Regions from separate parts of the Mus musculus genome. Here all the other regions are linked to region 2. Evidence: chromatin contacts called from public ChIA-PET data. All regions are on one chromosome and are shown on one strand. Each heading gives the region's core, a stretch centred on a gene start, on an enhancer-like site or on the middle of the called end of the contact. The rest is flanking DNA. Distances are from core to core; before and after follow the strand shown. Region 1 holds the start of Arfgef2 (ADP-ribosylation factor guanine nucleotide-exchange factor 2 (brefeldin A-inhibited)). Region 2 has its middle 15 kb from the start of Gm29679. Region 3 overlaps Ncoa3 (nuclear receptor coactivator 3).

Region 1 (2,700 bases), core at 73-2,572, 260 kb after region 2:
AGAGAGAGAGAGAGAGAGAGAGAAGCCAAAATGTCTGGAAGAGCCTCTGCCTCTGAGTGAAAAGGAAGGAGAAGGGCAGCCCAACCCTTGTGCTGGAAAGTTCAGGGTTGGGAGCAGGGGATGCCAGGTAGGGACTGAGGGATGCTGGGAGAACCTGGAGGCCAGGTCAGCTTTGGTATGTAAAATATGCAACTCAGTCCCTCATCCCAGAGAGGACATTGAGTTCAAGGTCAAGGACAGCCGGCGATACACATCAGGATTGTATCAAAACAACAACAACAAACAAAACAAACAAGTAAAACTCTAGCGACAGAAGGATTACTTCTTACAAACTGGCCCGCCAGGAGCTCTCTCTCCTGTGGCAGCAGGACTGTGTCCAGGGCTGGTGTGGTTTGCTGTCAGAGATACAAATCTGGAAGAGATAGACACCGTGAATATACCTTCCAGCCTACCCTTCTTTCCCCTCCCCTCCTCTCTCTTCTCTCTTCCCTTCTGGCTTCATCCTCAGTCCTGGTTCTTAACTTCCCTGAGCCTCCTTTCCATCCCTGATTTCTCTGCCCTTCCTGGATCCGGCATCTGACCTTCCCTACTCTCTGTCACCTCTCTCATTCCATTCACTTCCTTTTGCCCATCTCTCTTCTCTCGACTATTATTACTCTCACTAATTCTTTTTTTTAAAGATTTATTTATTTATTTATTTATTTATTTATTTATTATGTGTACACTGTAGCTGTCTTCAGACACTCCAGAAGAAGGCATCAGATTTCATTACGGGTGGTTGTGAGCCACCATGTGGTTGCTGGGATTTGAACTCAGGACCTTTGGAAGAGCAGTCGGTGCTCTTAAACACTGAGCTATCTCACCAGCCCTCACTAATTCTTTTTACGATTTTTTTCTTTCCCCTTTACTCCCTCTTTCGCTTTTCTCAGCATATCTAGCGCATGCTCTTAGTCTCTTCCTACCTCCGATCACTTGCATCTTTCCTTCAGGGCTGCCCATGTCTATAGGCTTTGACCTGCATTTTCTTCCCCTTCATAGTCATTGACCATCACTCCCCTACCTGGCCCGGTTATACTACTTAGACACGCCCGGACCAGCACCACTCGCGTAGGCCCCGCCCCAACCGAACAGACCACGCCCCACCACAGGTCTACTGCCCCGCCCACCCGCCCCACCCACAGAACTCCACCCCACTCTGGCTCCGCCTCCCGGCCGGCCCCCCACCCTTGGGGTCACAGGGTCGACCGACGCTCAGCAGACGCAGCGACACCGCCAGTCACGTGGTCACGTGACGCGCTGCAACTTGGCGGCGCCGTGGGGCCGGGGCGTCTCTTCCTGACAGGGCGGCGCGCACGGACGCGGCCGGTGCCGGCCGGGTCGCCGGGCCCTCAGCCTCGCTCTCCTGCTCGCTCGCACCGCCGGCTCGCGGGGTCGCCGGCCCCCGCAGGCCGGGGCCATGCAGGAAAGCCAGACCAAGAGCATGTTCGTGTCCCGGGCCCTGGAGAAGATCCTAGCTGACAAGGAGGTGAAGCGGCCCCAGCACTCCCAGCTGCGTAGGGCCTGCCAGGTGGCGCTCGGTGAGTGAGCCACCCCGGCCTGGCCCGCGCCGGCTTCCCCACGCCGGCCGTTACCCTCCGGGCCTGCTGCCCTCCACTCCTCCCAGCCCGAATCCCACCCTCCCGTCCTCTTCCGCTCGCTGTCCCCGTGGGAGCTGGTGTTGGGGCGGCCGAGACTGGCCCAAGGTCACCTAGCAAGTTGGTGACAGCCACGGCTGGTTTTCCAGCTTCCCTGCCTGGGGCCCTTGCCACGACTCCTTGTCCCGTTTCCTGGTTCCTCCCCTCACCATCTCCAAGTCCTCTGAAGCAGTAGCTCTCGATCTTAAGTTTTTCCTTCAGCGCCACTATGCTGGTTGGGGGCTCTCCCACGGGAGCGATCAGAGCAGGTCAGAGAGCTGCCCGGTTGGTGCCGAGGAACCCCGGAGGCTTGTTTGGGAAATGTCTCACTGGAGAACATTGGGGTTCCCAGGGCGCTTCGCCTGGAAGGGATGTAAGATGATCTATATTTCAGGCATTGGACAGCGTGTACGACTTCTACTCATTTTAGGGCGGGTCCCTAAAATAAAGGTTCTGTAGAGCAAAGATACTTGTCTGATTGCTTCAATGCGGTGTCCTGTGCATTTATGACAGTGCTTCGCACACAGTAGTTGCTCAGTAAATATTTGCTGGTTGAATGGATCCATGGATTGTGGAAAGACAGAAGTCTCTAGCTCCTAACTAGGTAAAAGCTCGGTAGTTGACACCAACATCAGTCTCCTATCTTTAGTTACTTCTCGAGAGCCTGTGTAGCAGGTACTGAGGAGATGTCTATGAAGGAGAAATGGAATCCTTTGTCCCTGTGGATCTTCTTAGGTTCTGATAGAGCAGACAAAACAGTACTAATAAGTACTGCTGTCAGAAAAAAGACTTAAGTGATACAGAGGACCTGAGGTCTGCTTTAGGTTGGATGGTCAGGAAAGTAGTCTTGTCTGAAAGTGTGACATTTGAGCCCAGGTCTGAAAGGTAAGAAATGTCGACTGTGTGGAGGTTCAAGAGGAAAAAAGTTGTGGACGGAGAGCGTCAGGACATTTGACCAGAGCTGTCTCCCTGTGAATTCATCGCCCTGTGCAATCCATGGGATTTGGTTAAAAGGCCTGTTGTCCTA
Region 2 (2,700 bases), core at 100-2,599:
TCCGACCTGTGCACATCTATGTTTGTGAGACCTGAGCTGTGAGGACCTGAAAGAACGGGGCAGACCACAGCCTAACGCTTTAGACAAGCTTACTTCAGAGTCAGTGGACTTCTATACACGAATGTAACAAAGAAAGCAGTGGCCCAGGGGAGGCTGTTGGAGTTCAGAAGAACATGATGAGACAAACATGTAAAGAAGCGTCAGTAAGCACATACCAAATATTGACAGAGCAGCGCTTTCCCAGCACTTTCTCAGGACAGAGCCATTGAAACACAATCGCCTGGCACATACTGGAGAGTATATCTGGGGAAAACATGAAAGCACAGCAGAAGGCCAGATCCAGATTCAGGGCACACTGACCGGATTGGGTTCTACAGCTATGATCCGACATCCAACAAGAATAAACATGCCTTATAAATTGAATGTAAATGTTTAGCACTGGAGGCACAAAAACACATCCAAAGAGCAAAATGCCCTCAAAGTAAAAGGCCCTCTGAGCTTTTTCCTGCCGCCTCTCTCACAGTTCCCCAAGGCATTGTTCCACATGGGTTACATTCCAAGTAGTTGTCTTTGTAACCACTGTGGTAGTTTGAATGGCACCCATAAGCTCATGTGTTTCAATGCCTGGTGCCCAGTTGGTGGAACTGTTTGAGAGGGATTACGAAGTGTGGCCTTGTTGGAGGAGGTGTGGCCTTGTTGGAAGAGGTGTGGCAGGGGCAGTGAGCCACTCTGTTTCCAGTTAGCTTTCTCTGCCTTCTGCCTGTGGATCAGAAGCTCTCACCTACTGCTCCAGCACCATGCCTGCCTGCTACTATGCTCCCCATTATGATGATAATGAACTCTAACCCTCTGGAAATGTAAGTCCTCTCCCCCCACCCCCCCACCCCCACAATTCCCCCTCAGATCTCCCCCCCCCCCCCCGCCCCTCGCCACAATGTTTTCTTTTCTAAGTTGCCTTGGTCATGGTGTCTCTTCACAGCAACAGAAAAGTAACTAAGACATCCATGGATAAGTGCAGTCCTCATCCCTCAACAAGGAAACTGTGAGTGTGTGTGTGTGTGTGTGTGTGTGTGTGTGTGTGAACTAAAGTAAAAGAGGCCATGAATTTAGAGAAACAAAGGGCAAGAGAGACAGGCAGACAAATAGAGACAGAAAGAACACTGTACCCACTGCGACCTTGAGCCCCTTTAGGCCTGGCCAGATCCAGAAAAGACCTACCTGGCCCCTGAGGGAGAGACAGCAAGAGAAGCAGGCTTACCCCTTGCCCTCCCATTTCTCACCCTGTGTGTTAGGAAACACTGTGGACCGCAGAAACCACAGGGGCTGCTTCCTTCCTGTGTCCTCTGAAGCTGGTCTGTCCCAACTGCTCTAGGTGGCACACAGCAGGTGACTAACTAGGGGTCCCATCCCCTTCCCCCCCAAGGCAGGGCGAAGGGGGAGGGTGATCCCCATCACTTGTGTCTTGTCAGAAAGTCGGGACAATGTGGCAGAGTGGAAGCCCCCAGTTGCCAGGCCCGTGGTGCACAGGCTGGGGCCTCATCAGGCCCACTGCCACCAATGCAGCAAGATCCTTGGGCAGAGGTTACACACGGGAGCATCCCAGCCCCTCCCACGGGCGAGCAGTCAGGACAAGCAGCAGTCTGAAAGCAGTGCACCTCCAACAGCTGAGCACAAAATGGACCAGGCCCGCCCTCCAGGATCCTCATGTCAAGGCAGGGGCAGACCAGGGTCAAGGGAAAAACACCTGCTTTCCTGGGTTGTAAATGCCAGAAAGGGAAGGCACGGGGTGGGTAGGGTGGAGAACATGGCCCAGACCCCTGTCTCTTCTCTCCATGTACAGACAAATTTACAACAGTTCTAAGAGGCCAGTGTCCACATCTGTCCCCAGAGTTCCTTCTGTGTATCCACTCGGATGCTATCTAGTCCAGGACGCTGAGTGCAAGGTACAGGGTATACAGCCTCTGGGCTACCAGCATGGCCGTCTGGCTGTGGAGCAGCTCAGCTGAGGAGGCCAAGCGCCTGCGGTGGACCTCAGGCTTGTACTGAGGTGCAGTGAGCACAGAGCTCCCTGGGAGGGGTTACACACAGATGGAGACAGGCACCCCAGCCTACCCTCCGTTCCCCTGCCAGCTGGTCCTGCTCGGTGGCTGTGCCTCCCTAGGGTGGGATGCTTGGCTCACACATAGTTCTCAGCACAAAGCACTCACACAGCAGATGGTACCCCAGCCCCAGTCAGGTCCTGCCTCCCTTTCACAGGAAAATGGGGGGCTGGCCAGGCAGATGCCCATCACGGCGCTTCCCCGGGCACTGTGACCTGAGGTCATGGCCACACCTGGCAGCTGGAGCGGCGGTGGGCTCCCGCTCCGCGCCTCTGTTCTGAGACTGCTGGCCTGCACAGCAGAACTGCCACTGTGTTCCTGGGGCCATGGGAGGAAAGAGCCAGCATGTGGCTGTCCTTTGTGCCTTCCATATGCATGGGACATCCCAGCAACATGGGGAGCAGAGTGTAGGGGGGCTTCCGGACCCAGAAGAAATGGCTCCCCAAGCCTCACAAGCCCAAAGGATCGTCACTCTTCCACATAGTCAATCTTTCTGTAGGTGTCTGCAGGCTCCCCCCACTGGGAAGGGAAAGGCCTCACTGAGGCTTCCTGGAAATCCCTGAATCTGAGCGTAGACATCTCTGTCCCATAGGGAATGGGC
Region 3 (2,700 bases), core at 143-2,642, 500 kb before region 2:
AAAAGATATAATGAACCAGGCTGTGGGGGCAGGCAGATTTCTGTGAGTTCAAGGCCACCCTAGTCTACAGTCTACAGAGGGAATTCTAGGACAGCCAGGGCTACACAGAGAAACCCTGTCTTGGGGGAAAAAACAAACAAACAAAAAGACTTCTAATGAAATGTTATCTATTTGAAAGTAAACACATCTAATTGGAAAGGCCAGCTTTATCCAGTGCTGGCCCTCACTGACAGTTTATATGTGCACATGTTTTTGTAGTACAGTGAAGTCAGGCCGTGCTCTTCAGTGGTGCAGCCTGGACAGTCCTTGATAGGATTGAGGTCTGATTGTCACTTGCAGGAAACCAGAGGTACTTTGAAAAATGTGCCTCTTTGAGACAAAGATTAATTAGAGAAGACACAAACAGTCATGTGGAAGACAGGGTGGTATCAGGCCTGGCAGAGCATGGTTCAGGCAGTGTCATGGGGAGTGGTGGGTAGGAGGAGGCATAATGCCTGTGGAGGTAACCCCTACCTGCCCAGACCCTTACCTCATGCCCCTAACCAGCAGATGTTACAGCACTTTATGTGGTTCCTGATTAAGCTGTGAAGCTTTGTGAGCTGGGTGGAGGGAGTTTGACTTAGGGAATGAGTCATGAATCGTTTGCTCTGGTGATGGCTTGGTTGGTTATGGAATATGTCATAGCCTCTTCCATCCGGATCTAGTAATGATTCTAGGCAAGCTATTTAGCCACTTCCCTATCTGTAGAACAGAACTAATCACATGTGTGTGGTGGGGGTCACCATGTGTAACCACCCAGTGTATGTTAGTTCAGTGCCATTCTGCTCTGTCTCATCCACTCCCTCTGTTACTAACTAAGTTAGGAAAAGGGGAAGGCTTAACCAGTCTCTGCTGCCTTATCCTTGGATGGCCTACCTCCTCTCATTTTGGTACAATAAGGTTTTTCTTAGACCTTAAAATAACTTGCTCAAACAGAACACCAGCATTGATATTTTTTGTTTAATCTTTTTTTAAACGTTTGTGTGCCTGTGCATGCACACAGGTCTCAGTCTACAAACATTGTACAGAAAACATGGTTCTTTCCTTCTAGCTTGTGGGCCCCAGGATGGATCTCTGGTTGCCAGGAAAGAGGCAAGAGAGTGCCTCTGCCCTCTGAGGCCTCTCACTAATTCTTCTTTTTGGCCATGTGTCCTTGTGCTTCGGGCTAGTTAGCAAGCATGTTCTCCTGTCAGAACCCTGAGATAACAAAAAGGAAGCTGGTTAACGGTAAGCCGTAACCAGCATTTTAATGTTTTTAGAGGGAGCCACTGCCAGTCTTTGTGTATTCAGTTACATTGAGTTGGCACCACTCCACTGATGTTCATTTCCTGCTGTATGCTGTATTGCACAGCAAAGTCAGACCTGTTGTGGAGTACAGATCAAACCATGAACTGCTCTTCACTGACGGTTCTCCACGTGGACTTGCAGTCCATGTAGCACAAGGGCAAGAAGATAATGTTAGACTTCTGGAATAAGTTAAGTAAAGATAGGTATGTAAGCGCTCAATGTTGCTCAGTTAAAAAAATAATCTCTGAACTGATTGACAACACAGCTAGAACCACACTTGTCTGTTTAACACTTTGTCTGTCTACATGATGCTGTAGTCTGACACTGTAGAGGGTTCAAAAGGTGTGTGTGACCACAGATAGGACGGCAAATACTTGTTGCTCAGTATGAAGCAGAGGCAGGAGGATTGGTGCTCAGGGCCAACCACAACTATGGGTTCCAGGCCAGTCTGGGCAATGAGGCCCTGTCTCAAAACAAACATGACCTACATATTTTAAGTTTGATCATGTGGGGTTTTTTACATTTTATTTTTATTTTTAAACTGGCCTTTGTGGTGGAATTGTGCCACCTAGTGGCACAACTGCAGGCTGGCTGGCTGCAATACTGATGCAACATTGGATTCTTTAGACCAGTGATTGTCATGTTCGCGCACGAGTTAACCACTTAGTTAGTAAATGAGGCTGAATAGAGCCCTGACATTATAAGCTCAAAAAGAAATAACTTGTATTTATCGTCTTAGTGTGCGAAACTTAACCAAGATACATTATTTTTCCAGCCGTCAGTATGTAAATAATGGCTGCTGTGTGACTTAATGGCAACCTGTCGTATAGTGTGTATCTGGCTTTGCACCTATGCTTTAAGAAGAACGTAGGGTAGTTCTACAGTCATGTTAATATAGTCTAGGCTAACTTGGACTTAACAATGGAAGAGAAACGATCCAGTGGACAGAAGTGCTACCTAGGAAAAGAGCCTGGGGACAGGAGGATGAGTTCTGTTCCCAACATGCCCACATGGTAGATCATGACTGCCTCTTAACTCTAGCTCCAGGGGATTGACAGCGACTTTTTGTGGCTTGTGGGGACACTGCATACACATGCTAGCTATATATATATACACACACACACACACATACATATGTATATATACATGTAGGCAAACACTCACTCATATACAGAAAGTCAAAACCAATCTTCTAGCCTAGTCTGGGCTCATTACTTGAAGTGTTCTTACCAAATCACTGGGTTAGCTTTTATTACCTTGGTATAAATAAAATTCAGAATTGTTTCAAGATTGAAGTGCTATAGTCTTTTATTAAACATAATTTATTTGTGAAATATAAGTTGACACTGGGCCCAGATTGGCCTGGAACTTGCT

The links. ChIA-PET counts read pairs in DNA pulled down with a chosen protein or histone mark.
Region 1: an RNA polymerase II ChIA-PET map of memory CD8 T cells shows a contact between it and region 2, with 28 read pairs. The contact joins the promoter of Arfgef2 here to the enhancer-like site in region 2. A contact is called at or near these places in 2 of 39 promoter capture datasets (the HPC-7 cell line and hematopoietic stem and progenitor cells), 6 of 115 datasets of contacts at active chromatin or transcription factors (bone marrow-derived macrophages, embryonic stem cells, epiblast stem cells and 1 more) and 2 of 9 other capture datasets (adipose tissue and liver).
Region 3: a contact with region 2 is called in an RNA polymerase II ChIA-PET map of memory CD8 T cells, with 13 read pairs. The contact joins two enhancer-like sites. A contact is called at or near these places in 6 of 115 datasets of contacts at active chromatin or transcription factors (SST interneurons, T-cell acute lymphoblastic leukemia, embryonic basal ganglia and 2 more).

The regions. Positions count from the first base shown.
Region 1 is chr2:166,804,259-166,806,958 of GRCm38.p6, forward strand. Arfgef2 (ADP-ribosylation factor guanine nucleotide-exchange factor 2 (brefeldin A-inhibited)) reads left to right here and starts at 1,323. Exons shown (of 39, transcript NM_001085495.2): 1 at 1,323-1,577. The coding sequence starts at 1,457.
Region 2 is chr2:166,547,927-166,550,626 of GRCm38.p6, forward strand. No RefSeq gene overlaps it. Among named protein-coding and RNA genes, the nearest start is that of Gm29679, 15 kb to the right of the region's middle. Within about 2 kb of position 1,350, at least 78 of the 459 cell types and tissues checked have an H3K27ac peak or open chromatin away from gene starts, as enhancers often do. A contact at or near this core is called in the HPC-7 cell line, bone marrow-derived macrophages, hematopoietic stem and progenitor cells and 1 more, where this site is marked.
Region 3 is chr2:166,044,514-166,047,213 of GRCm38.p6, forward strand. All of the region lies in intron 2 of Ncoa3 (nuclear receptor coactivator 3), which reads left to right. Among named protein-coding and RNA genes, the nearest start is that of Ncoa3, 53 kb to the left of the region's middle. Within about 2 kb of position 1,393, at least 140 of the 459 cell types and tissues checked have an H3K27ac peak or open chromatin away from gene starts, as enhancers often do. A contact at or near this core is called in memory CD8 T cells, where this site is marked.